Linked DNA regions of Zea mays: all the other regions are linked to region 2. A link is a contact called in public Hi-C data. All regions are on one chromosome and are shown on one strand. Each heading gives the region's core, a stretch centred on a gene start, on an enhancer-like site or on the middle of the called end of the contact. The rest is flanking DNA. Distances are from core to core; before and after follow the strand shown. Region 1 holds the start of LOC100275154. Region 2 holds the start of LOC100382336 (Essential protein Yae1 N-terminal). Region 3 holds the start of LOC100272726.

Region 1 (3,904 bases), core at 1,344-3,843, 420 kb before region 2:
AAGGTTCTTGAGCACCGGCCACTCACTGATTATGGCATAGAACCAGATCCCCTACATCTTGCTGATGTACCTGCTGAGGAAGTGGGGTACTCGCTTGGAAGATACGAAGATAAATGGACTCCAGAAGATCGATGGTATTCAGGGAATTACATGTGATTTTTTCTGCTGTCGCTGAAGCCTAAAAGATTATTATTGTATAGTAACACGATAATATGAGATCTGTATGTCAGATTGCTGTGAAAACATTGGCAAACTGTGTTTCCAACTTCATGATTCAAATTCTTTTGAGGGGAAAAGGCTATAGGGAAACTCCTACAACGGAATTTTATTAAAACCTTTTGTAATGAAAATACGATTACAAGGGGAAAAGAGGACAAGAAAAGAAGAAGTTTCTTGTCATCGTGAATTTAGCCAAATCAATAGCCTAGCTACGATTACAAGGGGAAAAGAGACAAGAAAAGAAGGTATCGTGAATTTAGCCAAATCAATAGCCTAGCTCTAAAAGAGAGGTTAAATCTCAGCATTTGCGACTTTAACATGTCGTTGAAGCACCGTCACCAAGAAGAAAAAGGAGCCTCATTTCAAAAGGTGAAGTCATTCCTCTGCTTTCAAATGCACCACAGCATAAGCGTCAAAATTTCTATGAAGAAACTATGGCCAAAGACACTCTTAGCCTCATGAATCATTGGAAAGAAGTCAAGATCATCATGATTCCAGTGGAGAAACAAGTGAGAAGTCGTCTCTTCGTAGTGTATGTCGCACAGAGTGCATTCAAAGTTGTTGTCTAGCGGCAAAAACCTTTTCTTCTGAGGATGTTCTTGGATTTTTTTTGATTGAACAGGAGGGGAGGGCCCCTACTGAAAATTTTATTAAAATTTGAAAAGAAAATAAGGTTTAGAACAGACAAGAAGACGAATTACAGGGGATTAGGGAGAGTTTGTACAACCAATGTTTTCTACTGCCATTGATGAAGCCATGCCGGGATGGCAGAATCAAATGTTCTTGGAATTGATTCTGTCACTGAATACTAACCATACAAAATCTTGAGTTTTTTCTCGACCTTGGATTGCCAAATCCAATTAAAGACAACGAGAGGCTGGATTAACTGAAAAGTGAGACTATAGAACTTGGATGAGTTGAAAGCAATATTGTCCCACGAATATGTTCATTTATCTTTAGCAGTTGTAGAATTTAGGACATGTTTGGTTTGATGACTAAGTTGTCATATTTTACCTAACTTTTCTGTCTAAGGGTTATTTTCTTTGATTCGGACGACTAACCTTAGACAAAGTATGACACAATTAGCCACGAACCTCTCAATACCTTTTTGAGGATTTTTTAGCAGACGCTATATGCTTTGGTTAACCCGCAGTATGAAACTGTGTGCGCTTATGCACGTATTTGAACAGTGAATGTCCATGATAAGAACTTTAATAAGGTAAATGCGTGCTTATTTCTCTGGACCGTACGTGAAAAACTAAAAAGAAAAGCCGCATTATTTATGGTTAATTAAGGCTCGCCGCTTGATAATAATGACACCAAGCTTTGCAAGGAAATATGTACTAACCATAACTGTATCACTTGTTTCTGAAAAAAATACCATGATTTATTCTACTAATCCGTACAGTCTGCATCGCATGTATATCAACAAAATGCAGCCTTGTCCAAATCAGCCAAAATGAACATATATGACAGTTCGTGGCACCGTTTTGCGGCAGCAACAACAGCACTAATCAGTCAGCGTTCCACGAAATATAATGGTGCCTAGTCGCATGTATGTACGGTGACGTTGGTCCGCAAGTGTATAAAGACCACCGACAAAAAGAAGGCAATGAAATCACCATTTCCAAACATTCAAGTCACGGTAAAACACATACATATACGTGTATACATACGTATGCTTGCTATAGCTACGTACAGCACAGAATTATTATTAACAATAATAAAGCTGAGCTAGCTCTCCCTACTAATAACACCCCAAACAAACATATCAGGTGTTGCTGCAGCTCTGGACGATAGAATAATTTAAGCAGATCTCTCTTGCAGAAGCAGAAGCAGAAGCTGTGGCAGGCTAGCTCTCTCATCGTATTTCGTATGTATAGCCGCCGGAGACGGAGAGCTAGCTGACCGCTAGCTGCGTGCCTAGTCGCAGCACATCTCGCAGATCCAGCAGCAGCAGAGCGCCGCGATGCTGAAACAGATCATTAATTAAGAACCGAATAAATTAAATACCACAGGTCAGCTCATCCATCGATCAGGTTTTTTGGCGCCAAAAAAAAAAGAGCTTCTAGTCTAGTAGTAAGTAGTTACCATCCTTCGATGAAGCCTTTATCCCCGCGCGAGGTCGTCTTCTCCCGGCGTCGTCCCTTCCTGCCTCCCTGCTCCTGCTCCAAGCCTGCAGCCGCCGTCGGGTAGCCTGCATGCACGTCATGTCTCAGCATCCATGTTACTCGGACTCTCAGTCGATCGCATCGGGATCTGACCTGGCGGCGGCGGCGCCTGCTGCTGCTGCCTGTTGTTCTCCATCCTTGAGCTAGCACGGCGCGGCGATGATGCTGTGGTGAGCAACGGCCGGGTCTTAGCTTCTCACGGGTATGTTCTATGGTGCGTAACGTGGTTGCGTTGGTGTTGCCACTTCAACCGAGCCACTCCCCGCGTTTATATAGGCTACCAGCCTACCACCTCCACCTGCAATGGGAGAGGCCTTCCTTGCCGCCTTGGTTTTCTTCCAGGTCCAGAAAGGCCTGCTGTGTGTGACGACTGACCAATGGGAGAGGCAAGCTACGTCGGCCGGGGCTGCCATCCCATCCCCTCTCGCTTTCCAGCGCGCGCGCATGCAGTCTCAGTCAGAGATCGACAACTCGCCGATTCCATTCCATCCCATCCCATGTTTGACGCACAGCAGAGATGCTTTCTTCGATGATTTTAACAAACTACGTACCTGTCCTGCTGCTGCCCCTAATAAATTAAATTTGGAAAAGGGATTAAGAAGTAAAGAGAAAAGGAAGGAGAGAAACGAGACGAATGCTACCTAGCTAGCCATCGGACGGATCGACCTACACGCACGCATGGCAGCGGTGTATCCGGGCGATGCGGTTCGTCGGTGGCTGGGTCCGGCCAGCCGGAGGAACAAAGGTGCCTCCCGGTCACGAAAGCTCTGCTAACTCGCGATCGTATGGCCTTTTGATCCAAGCCTGACGTGTGTATGTCTGTATGTGAGATGATGAAGAATCAGGTTCTCTCCAGAACGGAGTGGAGAAGGTAAAAGAAAAAGGCCGCTAGATATGCCTTTGCTCCTTCACACCAGATCATGTTGGCCTGCTGCCCTTGTTGTGTTGGTTGGAAAAGAATCGTTTGCCCCTTCTGATCCAACTTCTCGCAGTTGTTGTTGCTGCTGCTGCCGCCTCTGGTGGCTTCCACATCTACTCAGCTGTTCGTTTGGTTTTAATCTATACCAACTTTTACTATTTCTACAATATTTCATCTCTATAATTACAATTACAACAGTTTAAATAGTTGGCTTTAATCCGACAGCCATGTCGTTCAACTGTGGCTGACCGGGAACGGCTGATTCCAGATCACCCACCCAACCGGCCGGCCGGTTCTCCCTGAATGGTCCAAATGCACAGAGAATTCTGAGTTTTTCTTCTTTCTTTCTTCCTCTTCTAGAAGAACGACAAAATTCGGTGCCATCTTTTATTAGATATTTCATGAGTTTTGACATTTCATGGAAGTGTGACTATGATACAAATTGGTATAAAAAATGCCTGAATGACCCCCCCCCCCCCCCACCCCAGATTTTTTGACTGAACGTCGAGCGAAATTCAACAGAAACACATAATCCGTTCATACATAAATTGAACTAGAGTAGCACGGCCTCTTACAGAGCCATGGTAAAGACTAT
Region 2 (3,916 bases), core at 162-2,661:
TCTTGCACTGAGCGGTGCAGGTCCTGTAATTTCCCCCTACGCTGAACATCCGGCACCAGTTTTTCTTTCAAGCTGTCAGGAAGACTAGCTAGCGCACTGCTTGAAAAGATGACAGATGGAAAATTAAAATCCAAGGAAACACTAGAATAGAATGATAATACAAGACATCTATTATTGGAAGGATAGAGGAAATGCACCTGCCAACCCCACGAACAAGGCCCCATTTGTAGCCAACGTTTACAGATTGCCTGAACCCAACATTGAAGCCTTCCTGGGCAGAGTCCTTCTGCCCTTCTGTTACACCATCACGATATCCCATCTAGAGTGAAATCAAAAGCAAAAATATTTTAAACATTTCTTCTATCAGTAAAAATAACTGCAGAAGAGTAGTTTGTGCTAGCAACTGTGTGCGTTCCAGATAAACTCTAGGATAATTAATACCTTCTGAAACTGACTCTGCCTGTGGATCCATTCTCTGTCTAAGGTATCCGCGTGCCGAGGAGAACCTGAAACATCCTCCCATACATCATCGAGTTCGGCAGCAGCAACATCGCCGCCATTAGCTGAGACAAAGTTTTGCATAATCAACTAACTGCAACATGAGATAAGATAGCACTAGTGCAAGCAGTACTACTAATTAAGCACAAGACATGGTACGGAATAACTCCCCTATGAAAAAGATCAAACAGCGCCCGCGGTTGCCCGCTTGTGAGGGATACGCACCCTGCTTGGGGACTTGAACCTCAATCGATGAAGGCGCTGCTTCTACGCTCAGCTCCGACATGGAGGAGCTGACGTCCACCGCATCCCTGGGATTGGCCATTCAGAAACTCCAACCTGCAGGAAGCAGCCAAAGCACCGCCTGTTGCGAGATGGAAATGTATTTGGGGTGCTCAAATTTTTTTCACAACCAAAAGGCTAATATTTAACATGTACAACGCTGCATAGTCAAAATTGCGTAATATATGTAGGAAAAATATAACCCAAAATTGATCATGATTTCATATATTGAAGAATTTGACCATAATTTGAAATTGTTTAACATAAAAAGATATCAATGGTTGAGACCTAAAATTAAAACTGTTTGACACAAAAGGTTACCAATAACTGAGACTTAAAACTATATCAGGTGACTAAAGTAATTAAGGATAACTCAAGATAAGGCGCTAAACGATTCAAAAATTGCTATCCCTGTTCCCTAACAAATTGAATCTGAATTTGGAATAGACTAGCCAGACATCAGTCACGCGCTCACCACAGCGGAGATGCAGCGGGGCTGGATCCAGAGGCTGTATCTGCCTCCGCGGCGGCGCAGGAGGAGCGAGGAGCCGAGGAGCAGGCCGGAGAGATCTGGAGTCGCCAGGCGGCTTTCCGTTCGCCGCCTTCGCTCGAGGCTTGGTTCGCCGCCGCGGTACTCCAGTCGCGCGACTCTGGCCCGCGGACGGGCTGAACGGACAGATTGGGCTAGATTGAGGCCTGTTGGGCCTTCGGACCTCGCCAGAATCCGCTACAAGGGGAGGGCCCGTTAAAGCACACCCTGTGGCCCTTGGCAGGTGCGCCAAACTGTGGCAATGCCCATGCGGTTGCAGGAATGGGTGACTGTTGCGGCGGCGCCAACCAAACGCGTCGTGCTCGCGGCAGGCCACGTGTCCCTCGAGGCTCCTCCGGCGACCACGTCGCCGCCCGCCATATGACCAACGCACCAATCAGACTCCGCCGGCGGGAAGCTGATCGTTCACTGCTACTAGCGCAGTGCCCACGCTGGTGCAGCACCGGATCATCTGTGTGACAAGGAAGAAGAATGGACGCGGAGGGGTTGCTGGCGTCGGCGGCGATCAATCTGGGACTGGCGCTGGTGGCGCTCTCGCTCTTCTCCCTGCTCAAGAAGCAGCCGGGGAACGCGCCCGTTTACCGTCCCCGCCGGATGGCGACCGGCGACCTTCGTGCTGATGGTGGCTTTCTACCGCTCGGCCACGGGCGACTAACCCCGTCGTTCCGGTGGATAGGCGCGGCCTTCCGGCTCTCTGAAGACGACGTGCTGCGGCGCCACGGCCTCGACGCTCTCGTCATCGTCCGCCTCTTCAAGTTTGGGTACGTGGTGGTAGGATTCCTGGAACTCTAGAAGAGTTGGTGACACACTTCTTCACTAACTGATCTTCCCTTGTTACCACTGTTAATAACATCTGATTGATATCTCATCGTTCGATGTGTAGGATCAATTGTTTCAGTGTTTGCTCGATTGTTGGACTACTGGTCCTTGCTCCAACAAATTATACTAGTGAAGGTCGCGCTGAAATCAGAAGATCGAATTCCATGGAACTGTTCACGGTTACCAATGTGACACGGGGATCTAATAGGTTAGCTCTAGTCTGCATACTTTCACTTTCACATTCACGATGTTCCTTGGACTATTCAGTTCGAGTACTTTTTCAGTTCATATATATATATATATATATATATATATATATATATATATATATATATATATATATATATATATATATAGAGAGAGAGAGAGAGAGAGAGAGAGAGAGAGAGAAAGCAGGCCACTGTAAATTACTCTCTGATTATATGAAATGGTGCTTTAATTTATGCTGATGTAATTGTACCGTTTCTAATGTAGCTAGAACCATGTTAGTAAATTGGGAAAATCAGAGCTTGACAGGTATTGCCTAGCAAGTGGAAATGGTGTTGATTTTGTAACTGAAATAGTTTATGTTGTGCATGGCAGGCTTTGGGTGCATTATTCATGCCTTTGCTTTATATCCTTGTATGTGGTATATTTGCTTCATAAGGTTAGTGGTTTGAAAGCATTTTAATCAACCCACTTGTGAGTTTTTTTTCTTGTAAGGTACTGTTATTATCATGCTTAAGGCCCAACAATGCTTAACCAATCTCCTTGTTGTTAGCATGTATACCTATTCTATTCTTCATACAGAAAAAATGGAAAACCCTGCAGTTTCTGTTTTTATTAAATTAAGGAAAACAGTAATATGGTGGCATGGGATTAGGGTTGTCATGTATCTAATTGTTATGCCAGTAATTGGAATCTCAAAGCAGATTATTGCTCTGTAATCCCTAAACCAAGGATTTGTTTTATTTTCTATCAGTTATATCCATCTCTGAAAAGTGTAGCCTTGTGCACATCAACTATAAAGCTCATTACTCCCTCCGTCCGCATGAATTAGTCATTTTGGGTTTGTCCTAGGTCAATTACTATCAACTTTGATCGGTTATATCAGATGTTTCATAAGATTTTACAACATTAAAGTATAGTTACTAGATTCATTATAACTTGAACTATCATAACATATAATTCTTTTAGTTTAAAATAGTTTAATTATATATATATATATATATATATATATATATATATTATTGGTCAAAGTTCGAATAGTTTGACTTAGAACAAATCCAAAACATCTAAATCACGTGGGCGGAGGGAGTAGGCGATTTGGTGATTTGGTTAGACAAGTGTCAGTTCATCATTAGTTGAAGCTACATGTTGACGCATGGATAATCTGGATGGTGTCATTGACATCTTCCATTTAATTTGAAGCAGGAATACAGAGAAATTACTATGAGAAGAATTGAGCACTTGAAGCATCACTACAAAAGATATGATCAATACACCGTTTTGGTGCGAGGAATTCCAACATGTCCAGACCATGGGGCTTACGGGTGTTATGTGGATCACTTCTTCTCAAAGCATTATCGGACATACCGATCATACCAAATCGTACATGACATAGGAAACATTGAGGCATTGCAGGTGAGTAGACAAGGACCATGATTCTGATCTGCGACCGACTTAGGGGGTGTTTGGTTTCTAGGAACTGATTTTTAGTCCTTTCATTTTATTCCATTTTAGTCTCTAAATTGCTAAATATGGAAACTAAAATAGAGTTTTTGATGC
Region 3 (4,283 bases), core at 1,349-3,848, 390 kb before region 2:
TACATGGGCGCGGCGTTGACCGCCGTGTGCGCGTCCTCGCGGGACATGACCATGGCCGCCGACTGCACGAGCTCGAGGCAGAGCCGGAGCTTGTTGGGCTCGATGTGCGCGAGCCCCGGCACGGCGCCCTTGAAGAGGAGGTCGGAGGTGAGCGTGCGGAGGATGTCCAGCGGCGTCACGCCCTCGACGGTGCGCACGTTGGGGTCGGCGTGGTGGTCGAGAAGCACGGCGACCATGTCGGGGCACACCATCTCGGCGGCCACGTGGAGCGGCGTCTTCCCGGCGGGGCCCGCGGTGTGGTTCACGTCGGCGGCGCCCAGCTCCAGCAGCGCCTTCACCACCTCCCGGCTGCAGTTCTCCACGGCGTAGTGCAGCGCCAGCGCCTCGTCCAGGTTCAGCCCCTCGCCCATCACCATGAGCTTCACGAGCTCCACGTCGGAGGAGTCGAGCGCGCGCCGCATGCGCCGGATCTTGTGGTGGTCGTCGATGTCGGCCGCGGACGAGGCCTCCATGCCGCCCCCCGGTGCCGGGTGGTGGTGGTGCGCGAGGAACGGCGAGCGGCGGGACAGCGAGGACTTGAGGCGGAGCTCGTCGATCTTGGACACGACGTCCATGGGGAGGTGCTTGGCGAGCACCTCCGGCGGCAGCCCGGACTTGGCCACGAGGTGGGAGCACGTGGTCCACAGCTGGTGCAGGTCCTGCTTCCGCGACGCCATCAGCACCTTCATCACGTCCTCGATCGACGCCTTCTCCACCATGCCGGCCAGCTGCTTCTGCAAGCGCGCAGCAACGGAAGCATTGCAATTCTTCATCAGTAACAGTAAGTCTGCGCGCATGTGTAAGCTCGCTCACTTTCACTGTGAGACTGTGGGTCACTCACTGGTAACTACCAAGCAGCGGCGCATTGCAAAAGCACACATGCAGCATATAAAGGCCGGGGAGAAAGACGAGACGAGAGAATCCCTGAGATAAGCATCAGCATAAATGGTGAGTGGATTGGCCCTGTGCATAAAATATAGAGAAGGGGTGCAACAGTATGGGAACGTCATGGTGCTGATTGGAGGAGCAGATTTTTTTGGGGGGGAATTAAAGGAGGAGAGGGAATTAAACAACTAAGCCTAGGTATGTATTGGAGAGACCCAGCCCGGCCAGCATGACGAAACCCTAGACAGAAATTGCAAATCAGGGGACGGAAAACTGAAAGAACGATTTTTTTTCTTTCTTTCTTTCCAGCTGACAGCAGGATGCATGCTAGCAAATTGCACAACCTTGCAGTACGTTGCCCTTGCACTGCACGACGGAAAGCCAAAGCCATCCACTATCAACCCGTGCTGCTTGCGCTGCAACAGTGGTGAGCGTGGGCGGTAGGCGTGGCCATAAAAGAGAAGAGAAGTGAGGCAGCAATGGCGTTTCATTCGGATGTGGTAGATAGGGAGAGATAAAAGAAGACGATGCCTCTTCACCTCTCCTACAGTGGTGGAAAGATAAAGTGAGATCTCCGTGCAACGAACCCTAAGGGAGAAAGGAGAAAGCGCGGCAGCCGCAGCAGCAGGCCGACGGACGGACAGAAAGATGGATGGATGATGGATGGACAACGGGAGAAAGAGAGCAAGGAGCGCACAGGTTCGCACGCGTGCATGCGCAGGGCGGCGGCGACGAAGAAGGCCGACCACTCCCTGCCCGGTGCCTGGCGCGCCTGCCTGCTGGTACTGCCGCGGCTCATCATCCTTCACTTCATTTAAAAAGGGCGGACGGCGGAGCGGAAGCAGGAGGGGTACAGAGCGAGATCAAATCAATATAATGCTGCAGAATGCTCGGCAATCCCAACATAACCAACCCCAACTCCCATCTTGATCCCCACAATAATCCTCAATTCCCTCGAGTAGCAGACGCGAAAAATAAATTGGAAGCCGTTTTTTTCTTCCGTTTTCTCCCTTTTAATTAATTATTTATCTTTCGTCCGGCTGGACGGAGAAGGGGAGCAGGAAGAAGAACAGGAGCCACCAGCAATGGAGAAGAAACCAGCAAATCAAGAATTGAAGTCGGAGAGAGGGAGCGAGCGAGGGAGACGCTCGAATTATTGGTTACCTGGGTGAGGAGCGCGAGCTCCTCGACGCCGAAGGAGCGTGCGGCGGCGAGCGTGTCGAGCGCGAGGTCGACGGCGGCGGCGCAGTGCGTGTGCCAGCACGCGCGCTCGCCGCAGCCCGGCCGGGGCTCCCCCTTCTGCGGCACCAGGGACACCTGGCCGCTGTAGAGGAACTGCAGCAGCAGCAGGAACACCTCGTAGCTGACGGAGTTGACGGGTATGACGGCGGCGCCCGGCGCGGCGGCGGAGGCGCCGCGCGGGGAGGAGGTGCCGGACGGGGAACGCGGGCTGAGGTGGTCCAGCAGCAGCGCGCCGGGCCCGGCGGCGGCCTGCTCGGCGCCGCAGAAGAACTTGCGGAAGAAGAGGCTGCGCGCGGCCAGGATGCAGCGGTGCGCGTGCACGAGGCGGCCCTCCACGTTGAACGTGACGTCGCTGAAGGCCTGCCCGTTGATGAGCAGGTTGAGGTAGTCCATGGACAGCGACTTGAGGGTGTCCTCCATGGGCGGGCGGCCGCGCCAAGCAGCTGCTGCCTGACTCTACTCGGGTCGGTCGATCTCCCGCCTCCGATCCTGGCCCGGTCCCCCCTTGCTGGGATTCAGTCGCTAGCTGGTAGCGACTAGCGGCGCGGGTGGTACTGCTAGTGCTAGCTAGTGTGGCGGCGGAGGCTGCTGCCGAATTGGGTGGGTGGATGGATGGATGAGAGGAGGTGGAGTGGAGACTAGAGAGGCGAGGGGGACGGGGACCAGCACGGACAGAGAGCAGCTCGATCGCTTTGGCACCTGCTGCTTCGGCGACTGCCACCGACGCAGCAGCTGCTTTCTTGGCTCGATCAGCTGTGGTCCTGCTGCACGCAGACGCAGCTGCTCAAACTCGAGCCGCCGCCTGCGCTGCATCCTTCCTCCCCATCTCTTTGCGTCATCAGCTCCTTCTTCTTCTTCTTCTCTTCTGTCTGGCTGTCTGTCACCACTCACCACCACTTCCTCCTCCGATCCGATCCCTTCGGTTCTGCTTCTTCACTACTGCTACTTGTTTGTTACTTTTTTTTCTGCTTCTTTTCCCTCCGTCCTCCCCCCTCTTTCTCTTGCGCGTCTCTCTCCAGAGAAAGAGAGAGAGAGAGGTGGACTGGAGGCTAGGCTACTGTTACTGTATGTGCCAGCCCATGCCGATGGAGATTTTTTTGGAGGGGAGGGGAGGCTCAAGGCTGTGTCGCAAGGGAGGGGGTTGAGGCGTATGTATATGGGGGGAAGAGGAGGCAATCCGGGTGGCTGTCCTGCCCGCCTGGGGGCATATATAATTGGTGCGCTTAAAATATGTTGCATGTCAGGGCAGATCCAGATTAATGTAATCTGGTACGTAACATGCACGCTCACAACTTCAAACCAAGCATTTGCAGCCACCTCGTTCCATTCTAAATTACTTAAGCCCTGATTTTTAAGAAACTGGTTTATATAAATTAAGATGGTTCTAAACATACCAGTTTATAATTTAGTTTATAAAAATTAGATTCTCAGTTTCTTAAAAACCAAGAAACTGGTCTCTGCTAGCTAAAAAATTAATTTTTTTACCTTAAAACCTCGGTTGCTTCCAAACGGAGCCCTAATCCGTCACTTCTATTTTTTTATGAATATACAACTTTTATTATATATCTGAACAGAGTACTGCGTATTGCGTATATAATAACATAATAATACTCATCTACAAATAACAGTAAACAATTTGCAATTTAAAATGGCAGGAGGACGTAGCGTGCGATGGAAATCAAAAGAGTTACTTGCTTCGGCAGTTTGACCTTATAAATTAGAAATGCCATAAATGATCGAATTATCTGCTGCTCGGGCTCTTGCCTGCGCTGGCCCTGTAGCACATACTAAGAGCCAGAACGAAGGAGTGATTAAAAAAAGAACGACTGGTTTCGTTAGCTATTTGAAAGGAGGAAAAAAGAAAAGAAGCTCTTGTGAATACTGTATACACATAGTGCGTGAATAGTAGATGTGTCGGGGAAACTGATCGGTAAGTACATACAGATTTAGGGCATGTTAGGACCAGTTTTGGATTCTTTTAAGGCTCTGTCGTTTACGTCGGATTGCACCCGGATTCGTTCCATCTAAACAAAGTTTATATAAATTAGAGAATCAATTCCGGTTAGGAATCGTTCCGATCCACTAATCCGACAGAAACGAACAAGGCCTAAAAAACA

Evidence for each region. Hi-C and Micro-C count contacts between places; a contact is called where the count stands out from the background.
Region 1: a contact with region 2 is called in a Hi-C map of ear, with 2.6 times the contacts expected there. The contact joins the promoter of LOC100275154 here to the promoter of LOC100382336 in region 2. A contact is called at or near these places in 2 of 25 Hi-C or Micro-C datasets (ear and tassel).
Region 3: a Hi-C map of ear shows a contact between it and region 2, with 2.7 times the contacts expected there. The contact joins the promoter of LOC100272726 here to the promoter of LOC100382336 in region 2. A contact is called at or near these places in 5 of 25 Hi-C or Micro-C datasets (ear, endosperm, leaf and 1 more).

Annotation. Positions count from the first base shown.
Region 1 is chr8:165,211,955-165,215,858 of Zm-B73-REFERENCE-NAM-5.0, reverse strand. It overlaps LOC100275154, which reads right to left and starts at 2,593. Exons shown (of 3, transcript NM_001328113.2): 1 at 2,484-2,593; 2 at 2,311-2,416; 3 at 1,825-2,191. The coding sequence starts at 2,526. The coding sequence ends at 2,143. It overlaps LOC100279746, which reads left to right. Exons shown (of 2, transcript NM_001152704.1): 2 at 1-263. The coding sequence ends at 156.
Region 2 is chr8:164,793,402-164,797,317 of Zm-B73-REFERENCE-NAM-5.0, reverse strand. LOC100382336 (Essential protein Yae1 N-terminal) reads right to left here and starts at 1,411. Exons shown (of 3, transcript NM_001175084.1): 1 at 442-1,411; 2 at 198-319; 3 at 1-96. The coding sequence starts at 582. LOC103636295 (CSC1-like protein At3g54510) reads left to right here and starts at 1,593. Exons shown (of 10, transcript XM_008658651.3): 1 at 1,593-2,091; 2 at 2,214-2,357; 3 at 2,732-2,795; 4 at 3,563-3,772. The coding sequence starts at 1,802.
Region 3 is chr8:165,188,409-165,192,691 of Zm-B73-REFERENCE-NAM-5.0, reverse strand. LOC100272726 reads right to left here and starts at 2,598. Exons shown (of 2, transcript NM_001147179.1): 1 at 2,089-2,598; 2 at 1-773. The coding sequence starts at 2,586.